Linked DNA regions of Oryctolagus cuniculus: region 2 is linked to region 1. A link is a contact called in public Micro-C data. All regions are on one chromosome and are shown on one strand. Each heading gives the region's core, a stretch centred on a gene start, on an enhancer-like site or on the middle of the called end of the contact. The rest is flanking DNA. Distances are from core to core; before and after follow the strand shown.

What was found. A called contact is a pair of places that touch in the nucleus more often than the background predicts.
Region 2: a Micro-C map of ear pinna shows a contact between it and region 1, with 5 times the contacts expected there. The contact joins the promoter of ANXA7 here to the promoter of MRPS16 in region 1. A contact is called at or near these places in 2 of 6 Hi-C or Micro-C datasets (ear pinna and skin fibroblasts).

The regions. Positions count from the first base shown.
Region 1 is chr15:64,384,445-64,388,886 of mOryCun1.1, forward strand. MRPS16 (mitochondrial ribosomal protein S16) reads right to left here and starts at 2,275. Exons shown (of 3, transcript XM_002718420.5): 1 at 2,071-2,275; 2 at 1,399-1,659; 3 at 369-636. The coding sequence starts at 2,083. The coding sequence ends at 503. It overlaps CFAP70 (cilia and flagella associated protein 70), which reads right to left. Exons shown (of 27, transcript XM_070057822.1): 27 at 3,048-3,317. The coding sequence ends at 3,171.
Region 2 is chr15:64,513,576-64,518,017 of mOryCun1.1, forward strand. ANXA7 (annexin A7) reads right to left here and starts at 2,246. Exons shown (of 13, transcript XM_070057842.1): 1 at 2,111-2,246.

The DNA.
Region 1 (4,442 bases), core at 1,025-3,524:
TTAACCCACTGCGCCACAGTGCCAGCCACTCCTTTGACAATTTGAAATCACACATGAAGTAAGACAATATAAATCTCTAATGACAAAAACAATAAACAAAGTTAACTGTTTTCTTGAGCTCATGGGATACTGGGAGTTTAAGGAAAGATTTGTATGTGCCATAAAAATTCCGGCTGGGGGCCCTGAAGCAGGTATGTCCTAGAGGGTATCAGATAGTAAGGTAAAACTGTCCAAGAGACCCAGGACGCTACCTAAAAGTACCATCCCCCTCATAGCCACTGTCTTTCCCAAGAAGAAGACCCCCCAAAACGAATTAATACCTAGATTCTGCTCTATGTAGGACAGGAATGAATCTCTCTGAGCCCTTCTCAGGCCAGGCTGGATATGCATGCCTGACTCAGAAAACTTCATTTATTGACTTTCAAATCTAACAAAATAAAGAGTTGTGCACTAGTGTTTTAAGAGAACCTTGACCTTGTTCCCACTGCTATCCTCACTGAAATCAGCTTGCTTCTGTTTCTGTAGACTTTGTCTCTGTTTCCTGAGAAGCTAAGAGGACTTCATTCGCTCGCTTCCTTCGCAGTCTCTCAGCATTTGTGATCGTCATAGGATGCAGAGGGAAAAAGCCAGCAAGACCTAAAAGCAACAGGATTTTCATTTATTGTAACACAGGACAAGCCAACATTTCCCTGGAACTCTGCCCCAAAGGCACCGAGGATACTCGGTGCTACCTCTTCACCCAACTTCCTCCTTTTACTGCAAGAAGACAGCAGATGATGCCTGTCTTCCAACATTATCCTTACTTGAATGAAAGGTAAACTGACAGATGGCCATTCAAGACACACTACGCCACTTTTAGCATAAAACCCCAGTCACTCAAAAAGTCACAAAGAACTCTATAATAAGAGGTCTTGGGGCAGTGCTGTGGCGTAGCAGGGCCTGTAGTGCCAGCATCCCATATGGCCGCTGGTTCTAGTCCTGGCTACTCCACTTCTGATCCAGCTCTGCTACGGCCTAGGAAAGCAGTAGAAGGTGGCCCAAGTCCTTGGGCCCCTGCACCTGCATGGGAGACCCAGAAGAAGCTCCTGGCTCCTGGCTTTGGATCGGCCCAGCTCCAGCCATTGCGGCCATTTGGGTAGTGAACCAGCAGATGGAAGACTTCTCTCTCTCTCTCTCTCTGCCTTTCAAATAAGTATCTTTAAAAAAATAAGTCTAAATAAATAAATGGTATGAAAACTCTGTTGAGCCAACCATTAAAAAAAGAAAGAGGTGTCCTAATTCAAAAATGACGATTAGATCATAATTTCATTTCCCATTCCAGTCCCGAGCAGCCCCGTTATCCTGCAGCTGTCTTCACTTTAAAATCCCCTCAGTGAGGTAAGACCAGAGCCCAGTTACCCAGAAGCTTTTCCATAGGCTTAGAGAGGTGGGCCCCGCAGCCAATCCAATGCCGGATCCGGTCTAGGTTGAGGGCAACGAGCTTTTCTCCATGACTGTTGGGCAGTGGATCGTAGGAACCCAGCTGCTCCACGAAACGGCCATCCCTGGGGCACTTGTTGTGAGCAGCCACAATGCGGTAGAAGGGGCGGTTGGCGCAGCCACCCAGGGCCAGGCGGATGGTTAAGTGGCCCCCACGGTAGGCCTTGCAGAGGAGGGCAGCTGTGGAGAAACCAGAGGTTAGGACGCAAGCACGGAGTGCACAGATGCGCAAAACGAAGCACGTGCAACGATTCCCTTCTTCCCTTGCCATGTCCGCACTTCCACTCTGGTCTTCCGTGTGCTACTCAGGCCAGAGAAGCCCACCCTCGGCTCAAATGCACTCTGCAGAAGCCTGCCCTAGACTAGCCGCGACCCTGTGGCAGCCTTAGTTGTCTCGTCTGAAAAACGAGATGGGGGTGGCAGCGAGGACTAAGTGCCAAGATTACTAAGCGCAGACTCACTCGTGAGGCAGAGTGGCTGCTTCAGGTTCGGGTGACCTCCAGCCCGCCTAGCAGCTCACAGCTCCACCCGGTCCGAACGCCTTAGATGCCCCGCGGCCGCCAGGCGGTCTCCGGCGGCCCGATTACTCACTCAGGTGGACCATGGTCCGGCCGGCGCGTCACGCCTCAGGTCGTCCCGCCGCCCGCACCAACCGGCTCCCGAGCCGCTGGCAGGAGAGAGGACGGCCGCCGACCACAGGCACCGCCCGGGCCGGGACCCAGCGCCCTTCGCTCAAGCCCGAAAGCCCCGCTTCCGGAAGCCGAGGGGCCGCTTAGCCCCGCCTCTTCCTCTTTTCGCCTCAGTCCTTCCCATAATGCAACACGGTGCCACTGGCGCTAACTTGAACTGCAAACCGCGGGTCGGTGAGGTCGGGCGCTGAAGTGAGGCGGACTGGGAGAACCGGGCCTGGGGAAGGAGCCTGCTAAGTGCCCTGCAAAACCTCCCACCCTGCGGACATCCTTCTGCTCCCGTTGGGAACGACGCGCCGTGCCGAGGACTCAGGGCGCGGTTCCTGGCCCCGGAAGCTCAGTGTGGTGGGAAGACTGACGCTCCGTGCAGGGGGAACCCTGCAGGAGCTAAACCGGGACTTCCTCGGGAAAACTTAATATATTGTTAGCTCCGAGATGGGAGAAGTATTGTAAATGAAGAGTTGGCTTTTTCCTTCTCTGTTCACTAATTTGCCTCTCACCTTCGCTGCAGTTCCCCGGACTCTATAGAGGCAATGACGCCTTTAACAAAATAGAGGCGAGGGGCCGGCGCTGTGGCCTAGTGGGTGAAGCCGCCCCCTGCAGTGCCGGCATCCCGGCCGCTCCTCTTCCAGTCCAGCTCTCTGCTGTGGCCTGGAGAGCAGTGGAGGATGGCCCAAGTGCTTGGGCCCCTGCGCCCAAGACCTGGAGGAGGCTTCTGGCTCCTGGCCTCGGATCAGCTCAGCTCCTGCCACTGCGCCCATTTGGGGAGTGAACCAGCGGATGGAAGACCCCTCTCCCTTTCTAACTCTGCCTTTCAAATAAAGAAAGAAAAGAAGGTCCAAAATCAATGACCTAAGCTTTCATTTAAAAAATAAAGGAGAAACGTGATTCCTGTGTTTGCCATGCTGTGATCCAGAAAAGCAGGAGCAGAGCGTAGGGCCTCAGTGCTGAGGAGCTGGCGTTCCTTACAGGGCACCGGCGTCTTCATGGAGCCCTCGAGATTTAAGCACAGGAAGGCAGCCTTGGTTGGTTACAGGGAGTCAGAACCTCTACCTTCAGTAAAGACCCGTCTGTCCATTTTACCAAGGGCGTGTCCACAGCTCTGTCCTTTGCCCTAAGGCAGTGACCCATCATCAGTTTCGAGGCCACCTGTGGAAATAATGCCTTAATTTACAAGTTACAGAAATTCTAATAACGACCCACTCCACTTTAATTTTATATGGGTAATTGTATAAATAATCTGTAGTTACTAATGTAACAATTATAACTACATATATACTTTAATAAACTCCAGAACCACACTACCACACTGATGGATTTTTAAATTTCTTATTTCCATTTTCGTTGTGACCTCGTTTACTGTCAATGAGTAAAACATCCAGTAGCACAGCCAAAGGAACACATGAATGTGTCTGTGTCTGTGGTTCACATTCTGGTTCTTCGTGCCAGGCTTCCTATTGTGAAACTCGCCAGGAAGGAAAGGAGCTCAAGAGTGCATACAGAAAATTCTTCAGTTGGATGGTTATCAGAAAGATGGATTTCCAAAGCCAACTGTCTCCTGTACCATGTGGATCTCTGCCAGCAGAGCCTCATCTTTCAATTTCAGCTATAAGAAGAAGGAAGGGAAGAAGATATGTCATACTTTTATGGCTTTGAAGACCCCTCATTTGTGGACCCAAAGCTGAAGAACATAGTTCCTTGGCATGGAATCGGCTCTTGCTATATTCCCTATTCAATGGAAACTCCATTAAAGGACCCTAGAATACTGTGCTGCTGATATGGGTAAGTTTATTTTGTGAAGATTCATCAAGTGCTGTGCACATTCATGATTTGTACTTTTTTGGTAAAATAGTTTTATTACTTTTTTTTAAGTGTTCATATTATCACCAACGTCTCCTGGGTAATGCGTAGTATTCTCGTTTGGCAAGTAAAAGATAGGAATCAAACCTATAAGAATCATGGATTTATATTAGCACTGAATTTAGTTTTAGGAATCCAGATGTGTAGTAGAGCCATGATTGCTTCCTGAATACCCAATCTCTTACCAATAAAATCTTAATTTCTTTTCAGGGCAGTACTGCAATCAGCTAAAAAGCCACATCTTCCAGGTTCTCTTGGAGCTACCCGACTAACTGTGGCCTATGAAATGTAAGCTCAAGTCACTGGGTAGGAAAGCCTTTTAAATGGTGGTGAATTAGCTGCAGCATGGACGCCTTTTTGTTCCCCTGCTCCTCTTGTTCTTTTTTCTCACCTGAAACATGGATTTGGTGGCTG
Region 2 (4,442 bases), core at 996-3,495, 130 kb after region 1:
AACCCAAATGGACACTGGCTCAAGTTCCTGCTCCTCCACTTCCCATCCAGCTCCCTGCTGAATTATCTAGGAAGGCAGCACAAGACAGGCGTGCATGAGACCCTGCCAACCACTTGGAAGACCCAGATGGAGCTCCATGCTCCTGACTTTATCCTGGTTCAGTCCCAGCTTTTGCAGTCATTTGGGGAGTCGAACAGTGAACAGAAGTTCTCTCTCCCTCTCTCTGGAAGCCGTCTTTCAAATAAATTTTTTTTAAATAAACCTTTTCCGGCACTGTAACATAGCGGGTAAAGCTGCCACTTGCAGTGCCCACATCCCACCCATAAGGGTACTGGTTCAGGTTCCAGCTGCTCCACTTCCATTCAAGCTCTCTGCGATGGCTTGGGAAAGCAGGCGATGGCCCAAGTCCTTGGACCCCTGCACCTGTGTGGGAGACCCGGAAGAAGCTCTTGGCTTCTGGCTTCGGACTGGCACAGCTGCAGCCTGTTGTGGCCAATTGGAGAGGGAACCAGCGGATGGAAGACCTCTCTCTCTCGGCCTCTCCTTCTCTCTGTATAACTCTTTCATATAAATAATAAAATAAATCTTAAAAAAAGTTTTTAAATTCAAACATTAAATCATCTCCAACACTTAATATGAAGGGGGAAAAAGTAAAAAAGTGCACAAGAGGTCTGCAAACTTATGAGTAAAAAAAATACACTTATTGTCTCGTGTAGTATATGTACAGAATATTCCTGAAAGGATATTCAAGGAAGTATAAAACGGTGGCTCCTGGAGGGAGGCTTACTTTCCAGTGTACCTTGAGCACTTTCAGAATTATGTCTGTATCATCTATTCAAACAGTAGATTAAAAAAATAATCACAAAATGTGACTCAACAAATGACTTAGCCTTGCCCAGTGAATGAGACTCTACTGGTGAACCAGAGGTTTTCTTTTAAACATTCTCTGTCAGCAATCACTTTTTTAAAACCAGAAAATTATTGTTGCTTCTCCAAACCAATCTCCACCCAGTGAGTCACCTAGTAAAAGGGGAGGGGCCCACCATGGGCGTCTCACGGATGGCATGCAGCCCAGGGACAAGAGGCAGCTGTTGCAAACTTACGCGGGGTGGGGGTGGGGTTAAAAAAAAAAAAAAAAAGGAGGAGGAGGGAAACAACAGGAAAAGTGACTAAAGTTAGGCAACAGCAGATACAATTTTCCAAAACTGGCCTCTAGGTCCGGAACGGAAAAAAAAAAAAAAAAGCGTGGAGGGCACGACTGGCCCTGCCCTGGGAGAGGCGCTGAGGGCTGAAAAGCAGTCGAGGTCCGCAGGGGCCGACTCCTGCAGCCGCCTACCTAGCGCTCGCAAAGCCTTTCGCACCTGAGAAGCCAATCGTTACACTCGGTACCTAATCAGGGCAGATGACTATCGCATCAGCTCCCCATCGGCTGGCAGCAACCGGGGAGTCTGAAGGCAAGAGGCAGACAGTGTCACCTCACGGCAGACACCGGCCGGCTCTCCCTCGGTGCCTTGGTTTCCCTGGGAAGGGTCCGCCGCAGGTCACGGAACGGGAATCAAACCCGGAATGCTCTTTCCTCGAGTAGTTAAGAGTTGTGAACCCGAAGCAACGTACGACCTCGGGCTGGCGCACGCCCTAGGGTTAACTACGCACAGCAACGTCCCAAGTTTCCCTAAATATGCAGTGTCACCAGAGCGCGCGGTCCCCAGCCAGGCGTGGTCTTCAGTAACGCTCCTACTCGGCCTCCGCTGCGGGGGCGTCAGCAAGGCCACCCCTGGCCTCAGCCCCTCCACCTGAGGGCCGGCCGTCCCTGCCCGCTCGGATCTGCGCGCCGCCAAGCGACGGCCGAGACCCCCTCCTCTCTCCCAGGCGCCGCCACCCGCGTCCACCTCCACGCGCGCCCACCTCGCAGCCGGGTCCCGAGCCGCTGCCCACCCCCAACCCCACTCCTAGACCCTCCCCGCCCCTCCGCCACGCCCTGAAGCGGGGACACACGCAAAGCGCCAACATCTCCGGGACCGCGGGCCCCAGAGCTGGCCGGGGGCAAGGTGACCGAGCCGTGCGAGGTCAGGGTCGGGGGAGAGTGGGAAGAGGGGCCGCCAAGGCTCACCTGAGGGAGCGGCAGCGTCACAGCACAACCTGCTCGTCAGCAAGATGGAGCCTGGGCCGGCCGAGGGCGGGCGGGACGCCGGCGGCGGCGCGAGCCCGTTAGCAGCGCCGCTGCAGCTGGGACCGCCCCGCCGGAGCCCGGCGCGGGCCGACCTTTCCCCTCGCCCCGCCCCGCGGCCCCACCTGCGGGAAAAGTCGCTCCCTTCCAGTGACCCAGCCGGTTTTATCACATTTCTCGGTCCCCAGGCTCCCACCGCAATCCCTGCGCTCTAGGGAGTAAGGGAGTTGCAGTGGTTCTCGGGGGATCCCCGAGCCCCTTCCGTGGTGGGCGGGGGAGAGGGGCTGACACTACTCTCTGCCTGTGAAATGCCGTCCTTCAGGCATCTTCCGGCGACAAGCACAGCGTTTTGTATTAGCCACCTGTGAAATAGTGGTTATTGGTTCTTCTGCACAGCCAGGAAGTGAGGATGTACTAATCAAAAACGACTCCGCGAGCGAGTTCTTAGGTGATTCTAGGCTCCCTTCATGACAGCATTAAACACACACCAGAAGTGAACATTTGAGGCAATTACAAGGGCTCACACCAATATCTGAAAACGGGTTAAGGAATTTGTATTCCAGGGCAAAAACCACTCAACCTTTCACAGTGGTTCTCAGAATGTGGTCCCTAGAGCAGTGTCATCATCTGGAAACCTGTTAGAAATACAAATTCTTGGGGGCCCCGCGCCACGGCTCACTTGGTTAATCCTCTGCCTGCGGCGCCAGCATCCCATGTGGGCGCCGGGTTCTGGTCCCGGTTGCTCCTCTTCCAGTCCAGCTCTCTGCTGTGGCCCGGGAGGGCAGCAGAGGGTGGCCCAAGTGCTTGGGCCCTGCACCCGCATAGGAGACCAGGAGGGGGCACCTGGCTCATGGCTTCGGATTGGCACAGAACCAGCCGTGGCGGCCATTTGGGGAGTGAACCAGTAGAGGGAAGACCTTTCTCTCTGCTTTCTCTCTGTCTCTCTCACTGTCCGTAACTCTGTCAAATGAAAGAATAAATCTTCAAAAAAAAAAAACCAAAAAACAACAAAACAACAACAAAAAACAAATAAATACAAATTCTTGGGCTAGACCTTACAAGCACTGACTGAAACTCCAGGCCCAGAGTAGGGTCCTCTCGGGTGGTTCTGATGCACACTCGAGTTTGAGAACCTTAAAGCTATTATTTTACATGCATTTCTATGCAAAATCTTGTGGAAGTGGAGCAGGGTGGATTAAGATTTCAAGTGGAAAGAGCAACATACACACGTACCCAAAACGGGTAAAGTGGAAAGTACCTGAGAATGCAGCTATCAGTCACTGCCAAACTCAACGACAGACCAAACCACCCAAGACTCTGGGTACCCTTACTTTCCCCAGCTCCCACTAGTCTCTGTATCTGGCAAGTAAAAGGCCTTTCTGTCATACCTGCCCCCAGATTCCACCAGAATTTAATCGTTCCGGAGAAGCCTAGGCTACTCCTTTGTTTACAGTGTTCCTCGCCCCTCCCTCTGCCTTATCACCAGAAAGGAGTATGTTCCCGACCTGTAGGCCCAAATATCCAAGTCTCATCAGATACTACCATTTTATCCTTCCAACTTGTCCATCTTTCCTAGTATACAAGGCACTGTAGAATCAGACCCTTTCTTTTCTCACACTTCCTGTCTAGCAAGCACTGCCCACTTCCTAACAATTATCTACTTAGACTTGATTGAAACGTTGCCCACCTCCCTCCTGCTGACAAACTCTTCTGATCTTTTGCTTTTCCTTGCCTTTGCTTTGATGGACCTAATTATTCCCTTTAGTTCTCAACTGGATCTTCTGTAGATGCCCACTATGGCAGTTAAGTGGAGTCAGAGTACATGAGTGCTTAACTTCACGATCTTAGCAAAAATTGAACAAAACATCTCTGAAGGCTATCGTATATTCTAGAGTTCATGTGAATAGGAGCCACTGTAATTCTAATATAAACATCCCACTGTGTCAGTCTGTTTACACACACTTTTTGTAGTTGTAACAGTAATGTTGTCCCTTGGGAGACACTTAGCAAAATCTGGAGGCATTTTTGATTTTCACAACTAGGGGTGGGCAAGGGGAGAGAAGTTTGAGTAGCATATAGTGGCAAGAGGCCAGAAATTTACCTCAGTACCCTACAATCCTCCCTACAACGAAGAATTACTCAGTCCAAAATGTGAATAGCACTGAGATTAAGAAATTTTGAGTCAGAGTGACCTTTCTAAAGAATAAACTGAGTCATGTCACTCCCTTGGATAAACTCCTATAATAGCTTCCCAATGGTGCCAGAATAAAATCTA